Regions from separate parts of the Mus musculus genome. Here region 2 is linked to region 1. Evidence: chromatin contacts called from public ChIA-PET data. All regions are on one chromosome and are shown on one strand. The core of a region is the stretch at or near the end of the contact, and the rest is flanking DNA. Distances in the headings are between cores, read along the strand shown. Region 1 has its middle 20 kb from the start of Lhx9. Region 2 overlaps Dennd1b (DENN/MADD domain containing 1B).

Region 1 (5,800 bases), core at 1,874-4,373:
TCATATCCAGACTATACACAGAACTCAACACTTACCAAAAAGAAAAAAGAAAAAAGAATCCAATTAAAAATTGGAAAATAATTTGAATAGACACGTCTCAAAATGGCTAATAAATATATTTAAATAACCAGTATCATTAGCTATCTCGGAAACACAAATTAAAACTCTATCCTGAGACCATCTTAACTCAGTTAGAATGACTATTACCAAAAATAAATAAATGACAACTGTTGGCCAGTATTTGGATAAAAATGAATTCTTATACATTATTGGTAGACATGCAAATCAGGACAGCTTTTTATGGAGAAATATGGAATTAAAAAAAATAAGATTAGAACTACATATGGTCCAGCTTTTCCACTCCTGAGTAAGGATCGGACCCAAGAGAACACAGTGTGAGTGCGGTGGGCAGGTAGGGGCTTGCACCAGAAAGAACCTCAGTGGGAGAGGCAGGACTCGAACCCAGGTCTGTCTATACACAGTTCACAACTCCTTTTCATGGAGTCGGCCACAGAGGGATGGAAGCAGAGATACCCTGGCCCTCCACTACTCGTTCTCCACCTTCTTCACAGAGGCAACCTCAACACCTGGGGCCCCTCCTACGAGGTCCGTCTGTGGCCCCAAACTTCCCTGAAGCACTGGGCTTTAACTTTATAATTCAAGCTGCCCTTGTATGTTATTGTATTGTGTATTCACCTTTGTTGTGACATGACGTAATCGTTCACTGTCTATTGGCTTATGCAATTTTGGTTTTGCTGAGGTTCAGAAAGCTTTCCTGATCTTCCAAATAACAGAAAGAGATGATCCTGTGCTGTAGAAAGGCTCACAATCTCCTGGATTACATACTACTACATCATGAAAGAAGGTATCCAACCACCACTAATATGTAAATATTACCAATTAGAAGTCTCTAGCTAATGGTTGTGCTTTCAGGATAAGTCAGAAAACAGGAATCTGGAGCAGCATGGTATCTGAATAAACCATACAGCTTCATAACAAGAATGCCTTCCTGTAACCAGGAGAAAGCTCAGCCCCAGAGAGTAGTAAGAGGGTGAGAGGGGTGCACCCTGCGTGGCTCCAGGAATCCGTCTAACTTGGACATTGAGGGCATAAACAGATGAAAAGCACATGGACACAGAGAAAAGCTAGAAGAATTAGGTGGCCGAGGACTTCTCTGATGGAGTAGCAACAGCATCCCAGAATCCCAGTGTGTTTACACAGTTGAGCAGGGAAGGAGGCATGGTTTTTACACACAGCTGAACAAGGAGGCGAGGACATCCATACAGAGGAACAGGGAGGTGGTGTTATTATATACAGCTGTCATTGTGTACAGCAGGAAGCAGGTTTAGCTAATCTAGGTAGGAGTAGTCTCCAAAGGGGAGCAGGCTTCAGGCTGCAAACATCCAGAGGGAGAAAGCTGTGGAGATCATTGTCTGCACACAAAGTCAACGTTCCCACTCAGGCCCAATGACAGCCTTCCCATCATCCTTCTGAGTCTCACCTTGAGAAGGGTTTGTCACTCTCATAGGGCCAAGGCTTATGATATGACTGCTGATATCAAACAATATGCAGCTGTTCAAGACTCTGGTTGCTCCCTACAAAGAGGAATGGACAAACACAGGTAGAATGTGACCTAGGTCAAAGATCAAAAGTCAATAAGATCTGGTAAGTGGGTGACAAGAAATGGTTTTTTAAAAGAATGGGAGAAAAGGAGAATGTTATGGAGAAATGCTTGTCTTCAGAAATGCTGTTCACGGAAATGAAAAAGCCCAGACATTTTCTGAAGAGAAAACAGGAGTTGAATTTCACCTCCGCTGCCCTTCCAGCAATAGCAGAGATGGAAATGTCCCAAGAAATATATTTGGAGTCATTACTGAAAAGTTGAACCTTTAGGAAAGAATGTGGTTTTCAGGGATGCTCCTAGCTGTGACTGGTGGGCTGGCTCTGAGTCAGCAGAGCTGCAGGGGGAAATAGCAGGTACAAAGCCTTTGGGAAAGAACTTCTCAAGAGAAGCGAGTCCTGGGGGTAAAGAGATCTGGCTCCCGAGATGATGTAAATAAAGATAGGGAAGATGCTGTGAAAGAGGAAAGGTTTCAAGAAGGTACTTTTCGTAGTGCAATAGGAAAAGAAACTCAAAGCAGAAAGCAAAGAATTTAAGAGGAAATGGTGGTAATTGATGTTAACACATCAACTAAAGGTGGTGGAAAATTCTATGATGTATTAATCGTAATCTCTCCAAATGGAATTCAATCTTCAGCAACACTTTAGAGCAACGAAGAGGAGGTTCGTGTATTAGCCATATTGCTTCACTAACAATGAAAGAAGACTATCTGGAGGGACTAAACAAAAACTTTTGGCAACAAAAGTTCCTTCTGGTTTCCCCAAAGAAAACTCTTACTAAGCCTAGACTTGTGGTTCAGCAGTACACAGTACAGTAGCCCTTGGCTAATGTACCTGAGGACCTGGGTTCAATGCCTGGCACAAAACAAAACAGATTATAATGGCATGTAAACTAGAAACAACACACATCTGTCTTTGTAATTTCTCTTTCAAGAAAAAAGAGATGGAGCAGAGCTGCAGCTCCATTGGTGTGTGGTTGCATAGCATGGGCAAACCCTGGGTTAATCTTCAGTGCTACATAAATAAAACCTGCAACAGGGATGTAAGCCTGTAATTCCAGCACCCTGGGAGCAAAGGTAGAAGGATCAAGGCAATCCTCAACTATATTTCAATTTAGAGGCCAGCCTGGGATACCTGAGACCTTGTCTCAGAAAGAAAGAAAAAGGTCAGGGAGGAAAGGAGAGAGGGAGGAAAAGAAGGATGGGAGGGAGGGAGGGAGGGAGGGAGGGAGGGAGGGAGGGAGGAAGAAATTTGAACCAATCTAGTAAGGCGCCTTCTAGCAAAGAGAATGATTCTCTGAGTTTATCCATATCTGAGAAATAAATAAATAAATAAATAAATAAATAAAGTCAAATCCAGTCCAACCACACTGACTCCATGCTGGCTGGGTTGGCCTGAAGAAAGACATTTAAGCACCCTCTGCAGGTATCACTACAGAGAACAAATGTATGATGGAGAGATGGGGAAAATGAAGTACACATACAGTGGAGATATGGAAGAGAAAGTGAAACCAAGTGGTTTGTACACTATGCTGAAAGGTGGAACTGGAGATTCAGCGCCAGTGAGGAACAGGCTGAAATGCGGGGCCTGCACAACCTGAGACCACAGTGGTGTCTGTGGTCTGTGCTGCCATCAAGGCCCACGTCTATGTCCAGCTGGGCTTCTGCTGATGCCTGTGGTCTGAGTTACCACCAAAAGCCAAGCCATTTGTCCATGGTCTGGGCTGCCCTGTGGATATCTGAGGGCTGTGCTGTTGTCCGGGGACATGCTGATCTGAGTGGCCTGTACTGCCATCAGAGACCATGGGGACACCCAGGCCATGCTGCTGGGAGCCATGTCTGGGTTCATGATCCTATGATAGCTGGAGTCTGTGTTGATGTCCCAGACCTGTGTTACCACCAAAAGAACATAGAGATATCCGTGGTCTGGACAAGCACTCATCAACCACCACGATCAGGAGAGCTGACCCCGCCCCTTGTCTGTCTGCCCTGAGTTGATGTGGGCAAGAGAGAGATACCCTTCCTGCTACCTGCAGAGCAGCCAGGTGAGCTGGCCCCAAGCTCATGAAAAGTGAAAGGACTGGCCCCACCCCTCACCAGTTGCAGCACTGGTGAATGGTCACTGCACCTGGGCGGCACTGTAGAACTGGCCAACCATGAGAGCAGGAGAGCTAACCCTGCCCCTTTGCCAGCTGCAGCATTGGGTGGGCCAGCTGGGCCAGTGCTGGAGAGCTCACCCTGTAGCTACTTCCAGGCCCAGATCTAGGGCTTTGAGTTGGCCCACCCCTACATCTACCACCATCTGCTGGAGTTCATGAAAGGGCCAGTCCTACAGATCCAAAGCTGCAGAATCTCCATGACACAGGGTAACAACAAGATGTCTGAGAGGAGTCCCAGTGAGGGTCCAATAGTGTAGCAGAAGCCAGAGGCCTGGAAATAGATCAATGCATTTGCAAATAAAGATGTGTGAAGCATAGAGTATACTGTTACTGTGTAGCACACTGTGACACACTACAGCTTCCACAAGATTTGTTTTTATTGTATATTATTTTATTTTCCTTTGTGGGGAGAGGCTGTAATGGTGAATGAAGGGCAGATATGAAGGGACAGGGAGATAAGCTGGAGTGGGGTGCATGATGTGAAATTTGTAGAGAGTCAAGAAAGTTGTTGTTTTTTTTAGATTTATTTATTTATTATATGTAAGTACACTGTAGCTTCAGACACTCCAGAAGAGGGAGTCAGATCTCCTTATGGATAGGTGTGAGCCACCATGTGGTTGCTGGGATTTGAACTCCGGACCTTCGGAAGAGCAGTCGGGTGCTCTTACCCACTGAGCCATCTCACCAGCCCAAGAAAGTTGTTTTTTTTTTTTAAAAAAAAAAGTAAGATCCATAGTAAGAGTTTGGTTGGTGATATATTCCAGTATAAAATAGTCAAGAAAAAAACCCTATCATTGTTCATTTTAAGTGGCTAATAATCCATTGTGTGATAGGGATTCACACTAGGAGAGCTGCATATGTGTGAACTGCTTCTTTGTTGGCCTCAGGGTCCAGCTCTCTTGCATAGTATGCACATTTACCATGCCTTAGTGAATAAGCAAGTCAATAAATTTAATAATGTTTCCATTTAATCATGAACTCATTGAATTCTAAACACTTTAAATATCATTAATGCTAATTTTGAATCAAAATATTCTATTGGCAATGTTGATAGAACTTTTATTTCTGCTGCCCTCCATAATAGAAAAAGTCAATTAAAGCCATTCCTTCCAAAAAATATCATTCCTTTTGTTGCTTACATTGAAATGCATACATTGGTCAAATTGAATATAGTAGCATACTATCACTTGAATATAATAGTTCAAGACAGCAATTCCAATAAAAAGAAATGTTATAGCCAAGCTGAAGGAAGGAAGTAACCTATACGGGACCAGAAAATTACTGTCGTCAGATGTGTACAGGAACACGACCACAAACTACTTAATGAAAAGTAGGCTTGTCAGTGTACCTGAATCAAGTAATTGCCATTATGTACCTGTTTGTTTTGCATTTAATTAATAACTGGTTTTAAAAGGCGTTAGAAAGAAAATATTCAACACATACAGATGCACACAACAGGTTAATACTGTAGAATTTAAGAGAAAAAAATGAATATATAATAACCAGAACCATCAGAAATATATCCATATCTTCGTCATTGCAGTTTCCAAATGTGCATACAGAAAGATAAGGCAATTCTGTGATCATGTTTTATAGAGTAAGCTATCCCAGTTCTTGGTATAAAGGAATGCATACCATCATTTACTTATTTACTTCATAACATTTTTGCAGCTCTTTAAGCACTGTCTACAGTCTCTAGTTCACACAGGTAAAATGTTATGAATATTACATTTGCAATAATTTCCCACCATTTTTCTTTTAAGAAACTATTCTTGCTGGCTGAATTCAAACAACTGCTTGAAATCCTGAAATACCTGGGTGCTTATTCATTTTACAGAATTAAAGTCTACTGTGTAACAAATCTAACTAGAAGTGATAGACTTCAAGTCAAACCACTGAATGTCAAAGTCAAAGCTGACAGCTCTTCTTAGGTTTTGCTACTTTGGAAAAGGAAAAGGAGAAAAATAATAATGATAAAGTAAATGCAATCTCACCTTTGAATTTCTTTATTTTTGTCTAAAC
Region 2 (6,038 bases), core at 1,263-3,762, 210 kb after region 1:
TAAGCTGTACATCTGAAGGAAAATTAACATCAGAATATATAGGAAACAACTAATCAGCAAGAGGACAACTCAGTCAATAACAGCTAATGAAATAAGTGGAGTTCACAGAAAGATTCAGTGGGCTCGTGAAAATGTTCATCTTCACTGCAATTCAAAACTCCTTTGAAATTCCATTTCACCCCAGTCAGTACGGTATTCAGTAAGGAAGCAAATGACAACATACGTTGTTGAGAGTGTGGGGGTGTGGACAAAAGGGAAGCCTTTTTACTGTGTTTGTGGGAATGTAATGTTGGTGGTCACTATGGAAGTCAGTATGGAGGCTTTTTAAAAGTGTGAAAATAAATCCACTATGTAAGTATTTATCCAGAGGACTCTAAGGTCACATACTGCAGAGACAATGTGTGTCAGTATTTACTACAGCAATATTCACAATAGCTAAGTTATAGAACCAGCCTAGGTATGTATCAGCAGAGGACTAGATAAAGAAAACATTGTATAGATACACAGTGAACTTCTTTGTCAGCCATTCAGATGAATATAGGTATGTGTAATTCAGGCTCATAGATTAGATTCAAGGTCAATTTTGTGAATAAAGCCTATCTCAGAAAGATATTTGCATGTTTTTTTCTCATTTGTGGTTCCTAGGTTTTATATAGATGTATATAATATATGTATACATTGATTAAAAATGAAACTGCTGGAGAACAAAGGGGACTATCAGGAGGGGGAGGGGATAAAATGAGGGTGGTCAGAATGGAGTGCTATAAATTCAAGATAAACAGTATACACTTGTATGAAAAATTAAAAATTATAAACTTCAAACATTAAAGGTATTATCTGATGGAATTTTTGACTAAAAACTCTAGATCCTTATTTGTTTTATATATATTTTCATACTTTTCTTTGTTTTTTCATCATTAACATATTTTCATACTTTTTAAAAGCTTCTCTAATTAAATGCATGGGAGGTATAGAATTATGCCTTCTGTTGCCAGGTACAGCACTCATCTTCTTTTGTGTGTAAGCACGCTTTGGGTTGTGAATTAGATCAATCTGAAGTGACAGGAGACTGCAGAGATGTCACTGTCTATGACACACACACACACACACAGACATACACACACACACACACACACACACAGACACTCACACACACACACACACACACACACACACACACACACACACACACAATCTGTTCTAGTTTGCTTTCCATTGTAATTTGGGGAGGAATGGCTTTATTTTATCTTATAGCATGCAGTCCTTCATAAAGGTACATCAGGACAGCAGCAGCAACCTGGAGGTGCATCGAAACAGGAACCACTCAGGAGTGCTGCTCATCGGCTCCCTCGCTTGCCTTATTTAGCCCAGATCCACCTCCCTGCCCCTGGGTGGCACTATGAACAGTGGACTGATTCTTCCCTTCTCAGTCGTTAATGGAGAAAACATCCCACAGACTTGTCTACAGGCCAAGCTTATAGAGGCATTTTCTCAGTTCTGGTTCCCTTTTCCAGTTGTCCTGAGTTTGTGTCAAGTTGACACAATCTTACCAGCATGTCTCTTCTCAATACATTCCACACATCTCCTCACTGACTGCATCTGCCTCATGGACGTACTGAAGTCTCATAATGATGATTTATTGCGAAGTCAATTAGGCTAATAATCTAAACTATATTAATATAAAAACACACAGATCTGTCACTTAAGGATGGGTAAAGATGAGTTTTATTTCTAACTAAAAACACAAAACAATATCTGATCAGGCTTAGTCTGTTTTTGCCCCTAGTCTCTCAAGTTTTCAATAGACTCTGAGTTTAAAACATTTCTTAAAGGATATGATATTTAAACCAGCTCACTGTCATTTTCTATACCCTCTCTGGCAATAAGGTGTGTCCCTGATTCAGTCACCACATGTTGTGTGCCTGTCTTCCCTTAGAAGATGGGGTGTGGAATGTGTCTGGCAGTCTCCCTGGCACTTTCCTCAGATGCCCTGTCACATCTCAGTGCTCATTGTGGGTCTCTAGCTCAGTTCTCTTACTCAAAGTTCTGTGGCTGAGCTGTAGGTTATTTTATTGTTGTTGTAGAGTTTATAGACCCCTCTTATAAAGTACAGTTAGATAGAATGATTGTTATTACTACATATTTACTTGAAATTATATTCAAATATTATCTTTAGAAAACCATGCCCTTTTTTGAAAACTTTGAATTAAAATTGCCAAATAGAACTTATTTTGTTGTAAAAGTGATTTTGGACATTTTTTTCCATAAATTACAATTATGGATATTGAGAAATATCCTCATATAATAGTATTTATGTTTATATTAAGAACTTTAATGCAAATTTATTATTTGATACTGTTATTGTGCAGAGCCTTACAAACATAAGTTTACTGAAATTTCCTGTGTGACGATCATTTGAAAGCTAGTGAGACTGAATTCTGGTGCTTCCATGCATGTCTGTGGCAAGGCTGGTAGGTAACCACTTCCTTCCATGGTTAGTTCAGGAAGGGGTTGTTGGTCTAGTAAGCTCTAGAAAAGTGAGTGTAGAGAAGTTTTTTCCTCTGGATGCTGGACACTGCTGCTGTGTCCTTGTGAGATGTACTGAAAGCTCATGGCTCATTCTACAAGCACATGGAAAGGACCAAAGCCAGTGTGCTTAGTAGAGTAAACCAGGAGAGAAGATTCCTGGTTCCTGGAGGGTGCTGTTGAGTTAAACAGTGCCTAGATAACCTGCCTTGTCTCTCTGCTCTGTGTGTTCAGCTGTTTGCTGTTATGTACCCTGTTGAACAGTGTTCTAGGATCAATTACAGTTTTAATCGGAGGAGCAGTGATTTCCACAGGAAGCCTTCAGGATTGGGCATTCTGACCCCCAGAAGAGGGGACCCAGGCACTCCAACCTGCAGCCTACCCAGTTGTGGGTGTTTCTGTCCTAGCTGAATGAAGTCTCAGAAGTGGCGGTTTGGAGGTTAACTATGGGGAGCAGGCATTGACTTAGTGGTTTTGGTGAATGATTGGTTATGTACGGGAGAGAGGAGGGGTCTAAATGATGCCACACTATTGGTTTGGGTATGTTTAGAGAGGATTCTATCACTGTCTATTTCAAGGGCTGTAACTCAGACAATTTCAACCTTAAAGAGTATAAATGTGAGAGGTTGGACTATTAAGAAAGTGATGTGTGAAAGAATATATGAATAATTGTAGACTTCATAAAAATGCCTAAGCTGTATGAAGTCATTTGTGTAGATCAGATTTGTTATGCAGAACAGGAAAAAGGGGAGTACGGAACTTCAGAGAGCACTACCGTTTGTTCCTGAGGAAGTGGTGGGGAAGTGGAAGTAGGTTACAGAAATGGTGACTTTCACCTTACAGCCTGTCCAAAGCAGATCTAGGGCTTCGTCGTGGACTTTAGAATATTTAAGAAACAGTAGTTTCTTAGCTGCTGTTTGAGCTTAGACTCTGCAGGGCAGCTTCCCTGGTGAGCAGACTGTCCATCTAACAGGGTGTTTTCTCTTTCACAGCAGTGGCTTCTTTACAAAGCTACAAGTGAGCTACATACTCAGTAAAGAAGTTTCCATGAATTATTTCCAATCACTAATATGATAGCTAGCTGTCTTATTTTGGAACTTGTACAGAATATCCATTATTGCCCGTGGTACTTTCCTCTGGATAATTTCGTATTCTAGTTCATTCTTTGGGTTATTTTTGTTTTTATCTTTGACATATGTTAGCAATTATCTTTATGTGAGAATAATATATTTTTATTAAAAATATTCTGAAACTAAACTTTTTCTTGGTTAATAAAATTTCTGTAGAAATAAAAATTTTCAGTAGCACAGGAAATGTATTTCGTGTTTATGGTGAGTAGTATGGCAAACCTATGAATACATATCTAGAAGTAACTCTATGTGAGTGTGTGTGTGTGTGTGTGTGTGTGTGTGTGTGTGTGTGTATGTGTGTGTGTAACAGAGAATGAGAATATAAAACCTCAGTTATTTCTAATATATGTAGAAATATCATTTTCAGTTATCACTATGATTAAAATGACTCAAGGAGCACAAGCTGAATCGGAACCCATCTCCCTCTCTTCACCCCCCCCCCCCCATAACTCTAGTTTATATTGCACCTGTAATTAAGAAGAAATCCAGTCTTAGGAGTGGCAGGACTTCAGCCATTGATCTGGGTGTCCCCTGCTTATACTGTCAGCAGCATAGCTGCTCTGTCACTGGCAGAGCTGAGAGGAGGATTTTTTTCTATACTGTTTATACACTCCTCTATAGACCTGCTGGCTGGTTGAATTTTAAAGAGTGAGGAGGCTTAAAGACTTGTCCCCTGAGGGACGTTCCTGCCAGTTGGGAAGCGAGCTGTGGCTGTTATGGAAAGAGGGGCCTTTGTGGAAGACTAAGGCTGAGGGGAGGCGTCCTCTTTAATTTGAGCATTAAAATTGATGTGAAATATGCGGCTAATATACATATATTTAGAGGCAGATATTGACTTTGAGTGTTTTTTTATTGTTTCCGAATTATGTGCTTAATTTTGTAGGACTTTATCTGACCATTATTTATAGGTGTAGTAAATATGGTAAATGACTTTACATTATGAGACACAAGATAATGATGAAGCAACAGTCAAATAAAAACAACTGTCTTCGTTTGTAATAAACTGTTTTTTAGTAATTTATTTCATGTCTAGTGACTTCTTTAATTATATTTAGCAAAATATTATCAAGAGTAAAATGACTTTTTCTAAACATGGGCCTGTGCTCCAACTTTTAATGGCACACATTCATAGCAAGCCTGTGTACTTGCCCTGAGGCTGAAGGCTTGTTTTCTCTTCTTACTGGTCTGTGCGTGAGCTCTCTTGAAGCTTTCCTAGGTATTCCTACACTATTTTATTTTTAACTAATAATTGCACACACACACACACACACACACACACACACACACACACACACACACACACTGCTTCAGGTTAAGAAAGTCGATGGGAAGTACTCAAGACTGTGATTGCAGAGGTGTATGTGTTTGGTTCTGTCTCAGTTTACTGGGTGTTAGCTTTATTGGGAAAAGGCAGTTGTAGAAGTGACAGATTTGCTAAGATATTTGCTCCTTTGCTTCTTAATAGGAATTGTCTTCAGGTTCTGCTCCTTTATAAAATCTCTGCCTTTAGTTTGTGTGATGTCTGTAATTAATTGTAGGTGGAACTTTAGATTCAGAGTCAAACTTTAATGTGCTGCTTAGATACATCAAAATACATCTTCCGTTATCTTTCCAATTATCTGTTATTTGCATTTTGTTGTAATTTTTAATAAATATTATCTCTAAATCTTAATGAGATTAGTGTTTTAATAAAACATGGATTTTTCTATTTAAATACTTAATATTTAGCTATATTATAATAGATACTTGTATTAAGTTACACATTTAAGAGGGCTATTTGAAATAAATTTACTAACAAGTGTTTTAAGATATAAATGTGTATTTTAGAATCTATACGATCTTTGAATATTTTTAACCCTTGTGTTGTGGGACGTACAGAGTTGTCAGGCCTCTTAGTCATTCATTCTGCTGCCAACTCCATTCCCTTTTCTCTGCCTGCATTTTAATTGAAACAACATTTATATTTCTGAGCCAGAATCTGTGAAAAGTCCCTGTGGCTAGCCTGTGGTACTAGTTGCAGCAGACACAGCTTGCCCATATGGTGCAGTGCTCCTTGTGAGACCCATATGGCCTTGTTGAAGGGGATCCCAGCGGGGATGCAAAGGGTGTTAATACCCTTCAGGCCAGGCCTTTCCCTCCTGGGGCTTCCGGGCATTGTCAGTGCAATCTGCCAAAGCACACACTTAATTCCTTTTTAATAATCAATTATTTCAGTCTGAGAACCTGTGCTTTTGTCTTAAAAATACTTCACCCACCCCTTGAAAATATCTCAAAAAGTTTTAACTGCATGTTTAAAAAACATTCTAAAGCACCCTCTTTATTTTGAATTTGCATTTTTAGGAAGTTCTGCAGAGCGTGCCCAAGTTCTGTTTTCCCTTCGAT

The links. ChIA-PET counts read pairs in DNA pulled down with a chosen protein or histone mark.
Region 2: a contact with region 1 is called in an RNA polymerase II ChIA-PET map of effector CD8 T cells, with 7 read pairs. The contact joins two enhancer-like sites. A contact is called at or near these places in 5 of 115 datasets of contacts at active chromatin or transcription factors (T-cell acute lymphoblastic leukemia, bone marrow-derived macrophages, effector CD8 T cells and 2 more) and 1 of 9 other capture datasets (adipose tissue).

What each region holds. Positions count from the first base shown.
Region 1 is chr1:138,819,293-138,825,092 of GRCm38.p6, forward strand. No RefSeq gene overlaps it. Among named protein-coding and RNA genes, the nearest start is that of Lhx9, 20 kb to the right of the region's middle. Within about 2 kb of position 3,124, at least 47 of the 459 cell types and tissues checked have an H3K27ac peak or open chromatin away from gene starts, as enhancers often do. A contact at or near this core is called in effector CD8 T cells, where this site is marked.
Region 2 is chr1:139,034,004-139,040,041 of GRCm38.p6, forward strand. It overlaps Dennd1b (DENN/MADD domain containing 1B), which reads left to right. Exons shown (of 22, transcript NM_001166501.1): 4 at 5,997-6,038. Among named protein-coding and RNA genes, the nearest start is that of 4930596I21Rik, 59 kb to the left of the region's middle. Within about 2 kb of position 2,513, at least 48 of the 459 cell types and tissues checked have an H3K27ac peak or open chromatin away from gene starts, as enhancers often do. A contact at or near this core is called in effector CD8 T cells, where this site is marked.